Regions from separate parts of the Callithrix jacchus genome. Here region 2 is linked to region 1. A link is a contact called in public Hi-C data. All regions are on one chromosome and are shown on one strand. The core of a region is the stretch at or near the end of the contact, and the rest is flanking DNA. Distances in the headings are between cores, read along the strand shown. Region 1 holds the start of CAMK2D (calcium/calmodulin dependent protein kinase II delta). Region 2 overlaps CAMK2D (calcium/calmodulin dependent protein kinase II delta).

Region 1 (4,984 bases), core at 940-3,439:
TATTATCTGCTCACCAGTAGACTATCTGTCTGGCTCTATATGGTTTAGTTACCATAGTTTGGAAAGGCAGCAACTTGCTGTTGCTTTTTTTCCCCTACCTTCCAAATCTGCAGTGAAGAATGGCTTCAACACAGTGCCTGCCAAAATTTTCGCAGGAATCTGCTTTTTACTGATGGATTTTGCAATTTGGGGAGTTATATTATCTCTTCATTGTTTTCTTATCTTATAACTTTGTAGCAAGGGAAATCAATGAATGTTAGTATTTGTTAATATCTGCCTTTGTTTCCTTCCTCATTAGAAACTTGTCCTTTCTGAGTGAAACTACTGAAGACTTACATTTTTTAAATTCCAAGTTGCCAAAGAGGAAAGAGAGAGAATAGTTATTTTATATCCACAACTCTTTACCCTGCTCCTTGCTTATAAATCCCCACTTGACCTTTTAAGAGTTGGAATAGAGTCCAATCTCTCTCTCCTCCTGCAAGACCTGTTTGCAGTGGTTCAGGTCACCGTGGACCCCCTTGAATAAAGCCTGCCTTATTATCTTTAACAACTTTAATTTTTCTTTACTAACCCTCCCTCTAAGGCATGTATAATGAAATGTAAATACATTTGGCACTAACGTCCAGTGTTATTCTGTTTACAGATTACACTTTTCAGAATTTAACTCTATTTTGTAACTATTCCTGAAATAATGTTGAAGTAGCATGCACCACCATGCCTGGCTAATTTTGTATTTTTAGTAGAGACGGGGTTTCTCCATGTTTGCCAGGATGGTTTCGAACCCCTGACCACAGATGATTCACCCTCACCCACCTTGGCCTCCAAAAGTGCTGGGATTATAGGCGTGAGCCACTGTGCCCAGCCAATTTGACTACTGTCTTAAGGAGGTTCAAACTTCAGAAATAACTAAATATTTGTTCAAATAAGAGAAATATTTTAATTAGTCTAAAATATAAATCAAAGAAAGAGCACTACAGATTAAGCAATGTTTGCTGTACAAAATGTACATTATTATCTAATAATATATCAGTATTAAAATTCAGTTATGTTTTCTTTATTGTACTGCACAATTAAAACCATTTACAATTATTGGTAGTTTAAATAACAGATAAATACTGTAATTATGTAGATATCATTACTTGAATATTTAAGAAACAATTTTCTTCCCTGATGTAAACTTTTTATTATCTTTATTTATTGTTTCAATTTTACTTTCTCTGTTTCATTTTTAGATTCAAGAAGGAATATTATTTCATTATCATTTTGGAGCCAATTGGTAAACAGTTCAGATATTAAAAATCTTTAGCCATGACCAAATTGCTCTTTTCTTTCCAATTTATAGACGAATTATTAATATTTAGAGACCAGGTTTCTTTTACACAGTTTTGGTATCATCGTTTTCTATAGCACTACAGTTGCTTCCCTTTTATGGCTGGAAATCAAAACACATACGAACTTCAATTTTGTTGTAATAAACGTTAAAATTTGTGAACATTTTTAGTACTTCAGTAAAAGCTTAGTCATTGGCAGAAGTGTCCCTCAGATCAGGAAATAAAGGAATTGGGATTATCTGTGACCACAAAGTAACATTAATTAAGAGCAGTCTCTGGGAGTACACAACAGCGCCTCTAAATCTTAGATTCTCTTGTATCTGCAAGTTATCTTTTATCTTTCAGCAGTGAAATTTTAAGTCCATGAAGTAATAAGACGAGCAAATTAGCATTAGGATTGCAAGGTTTTTATAGTTGCGTGGTATAGAACAAAAGGCAATAATTTGAAAAAGATCTTCCATAACGCTGTTTTCGGTCTGCATCTAAATTTGTAACTGCATAGTTTTATTAAAGAGAACTGGAGAGAGGGCCCAGAAGTTGTTCTAGCAATCGGCAATAACTTATCTACTTTAAACGTAATGCATACTTTTTTCCCTCCTACTTAAAACAATGGCAGATATGCTAAAGGGAAGGACACATTCTTGAACTGCTAAGTGGTTTTTCAGATAGCCATTTACGGAGTGCACTCAATTGCCACTATCTGGCCGAAAGCAAAGCACACACAACCTCTTCTTTTCCTTTTCCCTTTGCAAAGCGAAACAGGCTAGACATGTTCACGTGATGTGAATTACGTCAGCCCCCACCGAGTCGCGTGACCGACACCCAACCTTCCTACTACCTCGCCCCGTCAGCCAGAGTGGGAAATCTCGCGAGAACCCGTCTTACTATCAGAACTTACTGAGGTTACTGGGGAGTTACTCAGAAGGGAAGGGAAGAGAAGGTGTGGTTGAGTGGCGGAGTTTTTGCTTTCGTTCTTTTAACGTTCACACCCAAAGCAAAGACCTTTGGGGACTGCCAGGGTCTCAGCCACCATCCTGGAAAACAGCGGGGGAGGTGGGCCTGGAGGTGGCAGTCAAATCTTAAGTGAAATGTGGCTCAGGGCCGTCACTGCTCCTTGCAGAAGGGGCTGCGGGGGAGGGAGAAAACCTGCGCCCGGCGCTGGGGAGCGGGCGACGCAGTGAACGCTGCTGAGGCAGAGTTGCGCCCCGACAGTCGCCGGAGGCTGTGGGAAGGGTTGGGACCTTCTCTGAGAGCAAGGTACTGCCCACATCCGGTCCCCGCTGTGTCAACACTGAGCGGCGCGGAGAAGCCGTTGCTCTCCCTTACTCGGCCACGCCGAGGGTCGTGGCCCGGTAGCTGGCCTGGAGAAGTCCCTGCTGCCTAGCGCCCAAAACAGGGGCGTGAGCTTCCATGACCCTGGGCGGCGGCCTCGGGCCGTGCTCGAGTTGCCCCGCATCTTTATACTCAGTCAGTCCCAGATTGAGGAGGCTTCTGGGAGCGGGTTGAAATGGGCAACTGTGACGTCTCGCCTCATTCACCCAAACCTCCAGGCTTCTCCCCCGCACATCCTCCTCCATCCACCTGGTTTCTCCCTAGACGGGTGTGCTCGTGTGTGCGACCGAAGGAGGGAGAGCGAGAGATCCACGAAGGGACAGGCTTGGAGTCGCTAGAGGGAGGTGTGGTACCAGCGAGGAGGGGGCTTCGCCTGTGAGGGGTGCTGGCAGGCGGAGGGAGCGGCGGGAGGAGGCGCCGGGGGAGGAGACGGAGGCCTGGGGACGGCAGAGGAGGCTTCGCCCGAGCCGAGCGCTGTTTCTCTTGCCGCGCCGTCTTGAAGCCGCGCGGGCTCGTGAGCAGCGCGAGGCCGCCAAGGTGCTTGGCTTCGCCGGAGCCGCTGCTGCCCACTGACGGGAAGCCGGTCCTGGGCGCGCACGCTCTCCCGAGCTCCGGCGCGCTCCGCGCCTGAGCTTGCTGACAGCTGCCGCTGGGCTCCGGCTGTCCGCTCCGGGCTCCACGGCCTCGGCCCTGCTGCACTCCCCCTCCGCCCCCTCGGACTCCCTCCCCTCGCTTCTGCCCCTCCTGCCCCAGTGCGGATCGTTTCGCAACCGCTCGCCACTCGCCCCGTGCCCGGCTGTTTTTCCATATCCCGGCCCCCTCTTCTTGAGTACTTTACCCCCTGCATTTGGGGACAGGGACTGGAAGGAAAAGGGGCTGGTGGACCGTCCAGTGGAGAAGGCCCGCAGGAGGAGGCGGAGGATCGGCGGACCGTGGGGAGGAGACCCCACGCCACCCTTTCTGGTCATCTCTCCTCCCGCCCCGCCCCTGCGCACACTCCCTCGCGGGCGAGCTACTTTCGGACTAGGAAAGTAAGGGCGGCCCTGGGTGACAGCGCCGCGGGGCCAGTCCCGGGGTTAGCCGCGTGTCTGCTCTCTTCTCCCCCGTCGCACTCTCAGCCAGGGCACAGTCCGGACCGAGGATGGCTTCGACCACAACCTGCACCAGGTTCACGGACGAGTATCAGCTTTTCGAGGAGCTTGGAAAGTAAGCGCCTTTGCTCGGCATCTGCACGTCCCCTTTCCAGCTGAGGGCGGGTCGCGTTGCCCAGACCCACGGGCCTCCGTTGTGGGGCGAGGGAGTTTGGGAGAGGAGTGGGAGGAGGGCCCCTGGTTTGTCAGCTCTGGGGAAGGTGCTTAGTGAGGGGAGGGAGCACAGAAGGGGTAGGATCCTTACCCTGACTATGGCTCATTTTAATAGTCCCTAGCCCACCTTCTCCCGCTCCCCCACCCTCCTGCACTGAGAGACTTGGTGAATTTACGATCTCTGCAGTTGTAGCTGTCATCCTGAGAAGTGTGCGCGCGCGCCTGTGTGTAATATGTGTTTGGAGAGGAAATTAGAACCCATGTAAAATGCAACATAGATCATGTTTTCTGTAAATAGGGATGCCTCCTGGTTAGCCGGTGTGTGGGCTGTATGACCCACCTACTGATGAGAACTCACAGCCTCAGACGGTGCCATATTTATTGATGCCGAAAGTTCTACTTGGCATAGAGTCTATTTCGCATCCAGTAGTTGTTCTGTCCAGGAAAAGGGCCACCCAACAGGACCAGCCCCTTGCCCTATAGCCACTGTTATTCTTTGCACCAGATTACTCGCTCACCATCATTCTTCCTAGGAATTGCGTGTGCATCTTTGCATTCTCTAGGATTTATTTATATAGGCAGCGGAAAAGCCCTCTGGTGACTGAGAGCGCTCTTAAGAGTAGCCTAGCATTGTGTAAAGCCACTCCTTCACTTGACTGGCAGAACTATTTGGAGGTGTTAGGGAAGGAGACAGGAGACCCTACTGAGGACTTGTGCAAAGGAACCTAGGGGCCAAGCCGAGAATGCTGATTTTTGTAGCGTCGAACCCAAACCCAATTTCTCTTTCACTAATTTCGACTGTTACTTTTATAAAAGGAGTGCGTTTATATGTATGTTGTTGGTTTATACTGTAATTAAAGGAAAGGTAAATATTTTTTAAAGGTAATGAAAATTATATATGTATATATTGTCTGCTGTTAAAACATGGAGAATATGTCGGAAGAGCAGCTTAATTCAAATATCTCCCTTCCCCCAGAGCAAAACAAGGCATAGAGAAATCACTATACCAAGACTCGT
Region 2 (5,170 bases), core at 570-3,069, 220 kb after region 1:
ATCAGACAAGTACTGCATTCAGGAAAATATTAGGTCAAAGAGATGTTGCAGTAACAAAGGACAATTTTTAATGTTACAAGAAATGAAGGAATGTCAGATCAGATATGTTTCCTCATTTAAGAACTTAGAGAATACAATTTCTATGACTCAGTTGACAGAATAAATAAAAGGAGATAGTTATACAGCTCTGCTTTTTCAAATAACTATATTTCAAGCAAAGTAATAACATTTCTGCAGTTCAAATGTATCAGAAATGGTTACTAAACTACTTCATGGACAGCAATCTGGATAGGAGACTTTATGCACACTGCTGAATCTTTTAGCAACAAATTAACACCCTATGAATTGCCTCAGCAGAGAATGCTGCCTTTAGGATTATCCCCTAATCAGAAGAACAACATTATTTAATGGAAAAGTCACTGGATGGATAGATGGATATGGGGGGTGGGGGGCAATTTTAATGAAGAGAATTTGGAGATTTTCATAAAAATAAATGAAATTTATGACCATGATACAAAGGAATTAGTTTTCAGGGAAGGGGAGAGATGAGAAGTATTTAGTAAATTCTTGTTAACTGTGGGTAGTTAGTAGATATGTCAGCCTGTGAAATTTATATTTTGAATAATTATAAAATCGCAAGTATGATACTTTTCTCAGAGCCATGTTTAGATAAAAGTTTAAGGAGTGCATCATCTGTGTGTGTGTGTTTTGATATTTTTGAAACTAAGTGTGTATTTGATAAATTTAATAATTTATTTAATCATTCCAGTGTTTCTTTATTGAGTGCCTAGTGTTTGTCAGGCAGTGGAGAAGCTGTAGGTAATTGCACTATCCCACTGGAGTTACACTGTGGTTCTTTCAGTCTACCCAACAGTGTGTGCTGACAATGTAGAAGTAAATGAATAAACAGGAATGGAATACAGAATGATTCTTATGAATAGAAAGAGTACTTCCTAATTGCAAACTTACAGCTTATACATCTGCTGGAAACTCCTTGTGCTAAGTAGATGAATTCAGGCATTAATTTCTTACAAAAATAAAAGCTAAAATCACTTGTACCATATATATAAATGAGACAGTGAGCCTGATATTCAAGCTTCTCAATTCATGTAAAACTAAAGAAATATAGTTTATTTGGGGGAGCTTCATTTGCACCTTCTTTGGCAAAAGATAAGTGACAGAAACACACCAAAGCAGAGAATGGTTTTCTGTTAAAAGAGTGAGATTCTCCAATTAAGGAAAGAAACTTTAAAAGACAATTTTTACTCCTTAAAAAGTAATACCCAAAGGAATGTAAGAATTAAATAATATAGAATTATAAAATTAGTAATTTGCTCTTTTCATAATATTCAAAAATTTAAAAACAAGTAAAACACACAGGATTTTACTTATATATTTCTAATGGTTGAATCTTTTAGATGGTTATCACATATGTGCACAAATAGAAGCCTAATGTGGTTAATGCTTAAGGTGGTTGCCTTTGCCAAATCAGTTTCTTAATAAAGATCGTGATAATTGGTGAAGCAAGGTTAAAACTATGTTTTTTTCATAAGTTTTAGATATGGGTAGTAAATATTTTTGAGTGCTTCAAATTCTTCTAAAAACATCTACTGAATAGACTACCTTTTAAAAATAACTGTTTTTATACAATTGGAGGCATTTCTTTAGTATCACATCTTTAAAAGGAATGAATTAGAAAATCTAACTTCAAGTCTCGGCTTCATCTTTTTGGGCCTCCCTACCTCATGTAGAAACTGAAAGGTTTGAGTTACTTTATCTCCCAAGTCTCTTCCGGTTCTGAAAGTGATTCCAACAACCTGCCTGTACTTTCAGGCATTTGAACAGTTTCAAGAAAACCTTGAAACATGATGAAAGAAGTTGCCATTGTATTCATATGAAAGTACAGAACAAAACTTGCAAACAGTTGCTGCTCATTACAGCTGATATGCTATAAATGGTTGTTGACACTGAGACCAGATGTCATGGAAAATCCTGCATCATTAGGAAGCAATGGGGGTGGGGAAGGAACCTATGTGTAAGAATGTCTGTACACTCTATTTAAAAACCAACCTAGAAAGGGATTTTCTAGACGTAGAAAAGGATCTAGAGATCCTCTCAATATCTAAAGACTAACATAATAGATTCCATTAAGTTGGCATCATTAATAAAGACATTCCTCAAGTTATAAATATTAAATGTTCTCCACAGTGAAATGGCCGGCTGCACTGGAATGTAATAGCTAATCACTAATGTGTATGTTGTCATCACAGAGGACAGAGCTCCTGTGATAAAACCCAGTGTGATTTTATCATTCCATAGAAACCATTATGAGATATAATTTAGTACCCTTATAATGTTCATTTGAGAGATTAAGGAACTAATTAATTAACTCCAGGCATCTGTGAGTTGCCCAAGTCCACATAGGTAATAACAGCCAGAGCCAGGACATGAACCCAGATCTTCACATTCTTTCTAGATCATCACCCTGCCTGTTTCCCTCACAGTGCTGTGCTCCAGTCAGCTAACTATATTGGAAAATATAGTTATTTTCCAATAACTGGGTTTCTGATCTTACCTGTCTGATTCGTGTCAGAAAATCAAAATAGTGGAGTAATAGCAAATAATTGTATAGTAGTGGTCTTTTCTAAGGAGGTAATCATTAATTAGATGAGAAATTCTACCTTTTCACATTGGGTGGACTATATCTGCAAATTATCTTCCTTTCTGTAGGCGTTCAGAATTTAAACTAACCTTGCCAATAAAATTTGTAGTACAATATATTTTTAACTTGAAAGCTATATGAGTGGTAGTGATTCAAGAATATTAGAATAAATGTGCTTGTCCTGATTAAAATGTTGCTTTAGAAAGTCTTAGTGATTAAGCCTCCCACACTCTTACAGAACATAGTAGGAGGATTATTTAAACTAATATATACCAGAGTTATATAGAAATCAAACTTGTGTGATTATTCTTTATGTTTCATTAAAGCTGCTCTTTAAAGCAATCTCGTGATGAAATATTAAAAAGTAAATAATCCCGTAAGCTCATCATCCTAAACTTTTTAGTTTTCATTATATAATTTCATTTTAGATCCTAAATTTTAGTAATCATCCTAATTTTTTAATTTTCATTATATAATTCTGTATTTTAGGTTTGCCTAAAAATATACATAAACATGAAATCATGTTAGTCTCTCAATTGTTAAATCTACAGTCACCTTCAAATAGCCCTGCCTATTCCTGTACATAACTGCAGCTGAACAGTCTTCATAAGTATAAGGTGCAACTCTGGTCCAGATGGATTTACTATTTTCTGGATGACTCACAAAGTTCCTACAGTGAGGTCTTCTTTAGTTATGAATATTTACCCCAGTCATTCAGAGGTCATACATGATAAAACTCCAAGATGTTTATTTCTTCTGAATCAGCACACTTGGTGCTTCAGGCATAATGCACACAGACCTGCCCAGCAACTTTTTCATTTAGTGATAAGAGTAAAAACACACTCAATTTTTTAAAAGTTTATTTACCAGTGACGTTGACAGTTGCTCAACAAACTTAGCACTTGACTTCAAATACCTAAAATTTGATTTCTAAAGTAGTTGAAACTTTTTTTGAGTGAGTCTGTGGTTGACAAATTAGGACAGATGTGTATTAACAGAAATCTCTGACATGCCAATGCTTTTGAAAGTGAAGAAAGAATTAGAATCAACTATTGCTTACAGTTTGATGTGGTTTTTCCAAGTTAATTATTCCACAATAATAGCTGAAACTTAACTTCTTGATCAAATTAGAAACTACATGAATGTGGTAGATCATAAACCTTAGTTACAAAAATGAAATGTCAAATGAAAATAATTTAACATAAGTAGATACTGTAGTATATTGATGTAGATACTGTAGTATACTGATAAATATACTACACAGTTGCAAATAATTTCAAATGTTTGGTTTCACTAAAAGTAATTTCAGCATGAAAGTATTTTATATTCTTGAGATATCTTCATCCCATACTCCAAATTAAATTATGTATTTAGTGTTGAGGTGGTTAAAAATACCTATCAGCCCACAAAATTAGAAAAGTTTTCTCACATTTACCAAGCATCGTAATAGTAATGAATCTGATGGCAGTGAGCAACTATAGCCTGAAGAAATCTGGTACTTGATTAAAACTTACTCACCAACACTCTAATTTCTTTTAGATTTAACATAATTTCTTCCAAGTTCCAGTTATGGGTCTTTGCTAATTTGCATGGCTGGCTTAATTAATAAGTTAGATACTGGTTTAGGCTGTGTTTACACAAGGTCAAAACAACCAACAGAATTGACTGATTTAGTAAGAAAAATGTAGCCAATTTGATTTTTAAAGCATAACATTGTTTATTAACATATAAACAAAATGAATTTGATTGACTGAATTTTAGATTTTCAGACAATCGTTTTGGCACTTGTAGAGTCCATTGTTTCCCAACTACTTTCAGTCTGAGACACACCTCTAAATTCGCTGGGTTTTGTCCCCAAATAGGAAGACTTTGAACCACTCTCCCATATACATTCTCACCCAATATATTTATCAAGTTTGGGGTTGTATATCCTTAACTGTATATATTAATCAGCCTCCTTTTCCTGACCATCTTCATTTCTTAAAATCCACAAAGGAGATTCATGGAAATTGAAGACTGAGCCCTGGTGCTTATTCTCAAAGTACTAATGTGTCTTGATGTATTGGTTGGGAAACAGTGGTATAGACACAACCTTATACCAAGACTGAGTTATCAGCCCTTGCATAATGATAAATACCCAAGAAAATAAAAATATATCTTTCTCATAGTATTCTGAGATGGAAGAATAAATATATAAGTAATGCTCTGAATCTATTTCATAGGTTGAAGAAATGTAAATTATGTTTAAAAAGCTGGCTTATAAAGAAAAAAAGCTGACTATAACATTTGGCAAATAGTATTATACTCTTTCTGTCTTTAAGAATAAACAGATTCTTAAAGACAGTAATTTTAATACATAATTCAGAGTGAGTATCCAAAATTTCTACCAAAATTGTTTGGAAACATTGAGGAATCAAAATCACTACATTTGGGTCCAAACTCTTGAAGTTAACTAGGATTTAATTTGCACAGTTTCATTTGCCAAATGTCTGTAGATTGGTCCAACTC

What was found. A called contact is a pair of places that touch in the nucleus more often than the background predicts.
Region 2: a Hi-C map of skeletal muscle shows a contact between it and region 1, with 11 times the contacts expected there. The contact joins the enhancer-like site here to the promoter of CAMK2D in region 1. A contact is called at or near these places in 2 of 3 Hi-C or Micro-C datasets (both in skeletal muscle).

Annotation. Positions count from the first base shown.
Region 1 is chr3:83,418,649-83,423,632 of calJac240_pri, forward strand. It overlaps CAMK2D (calcium/calmodulin dependent protein kinase II delta), which reads left to right and starts at 2,190. Exons shown (of 21, transcript XM_078366611.1): 1 at 2,190-2,588; 2 at 3,782-3,869. The coding sequence starts at 3,805.
Region 2 is chr3:83,643,487-83,648,656 of calJac240_pri, forward strand. All of the region lies in intron 7 of CAMK2D (calcium/calmodulin dependent protein kinase II delta), which reads left to right. Among named protein-coding and RNA genes, the nearest start is that of CAMK2D, 230 kb to the left of the region's middle. Within about 2 kb of position 1,820, at least 1 of the 16 cell types and tissues checked has an H3K27ac peak or open chromatin away from gene starts, as enhancers often do. A contact at or near this core is called in skeletal muscle, where this site is marked.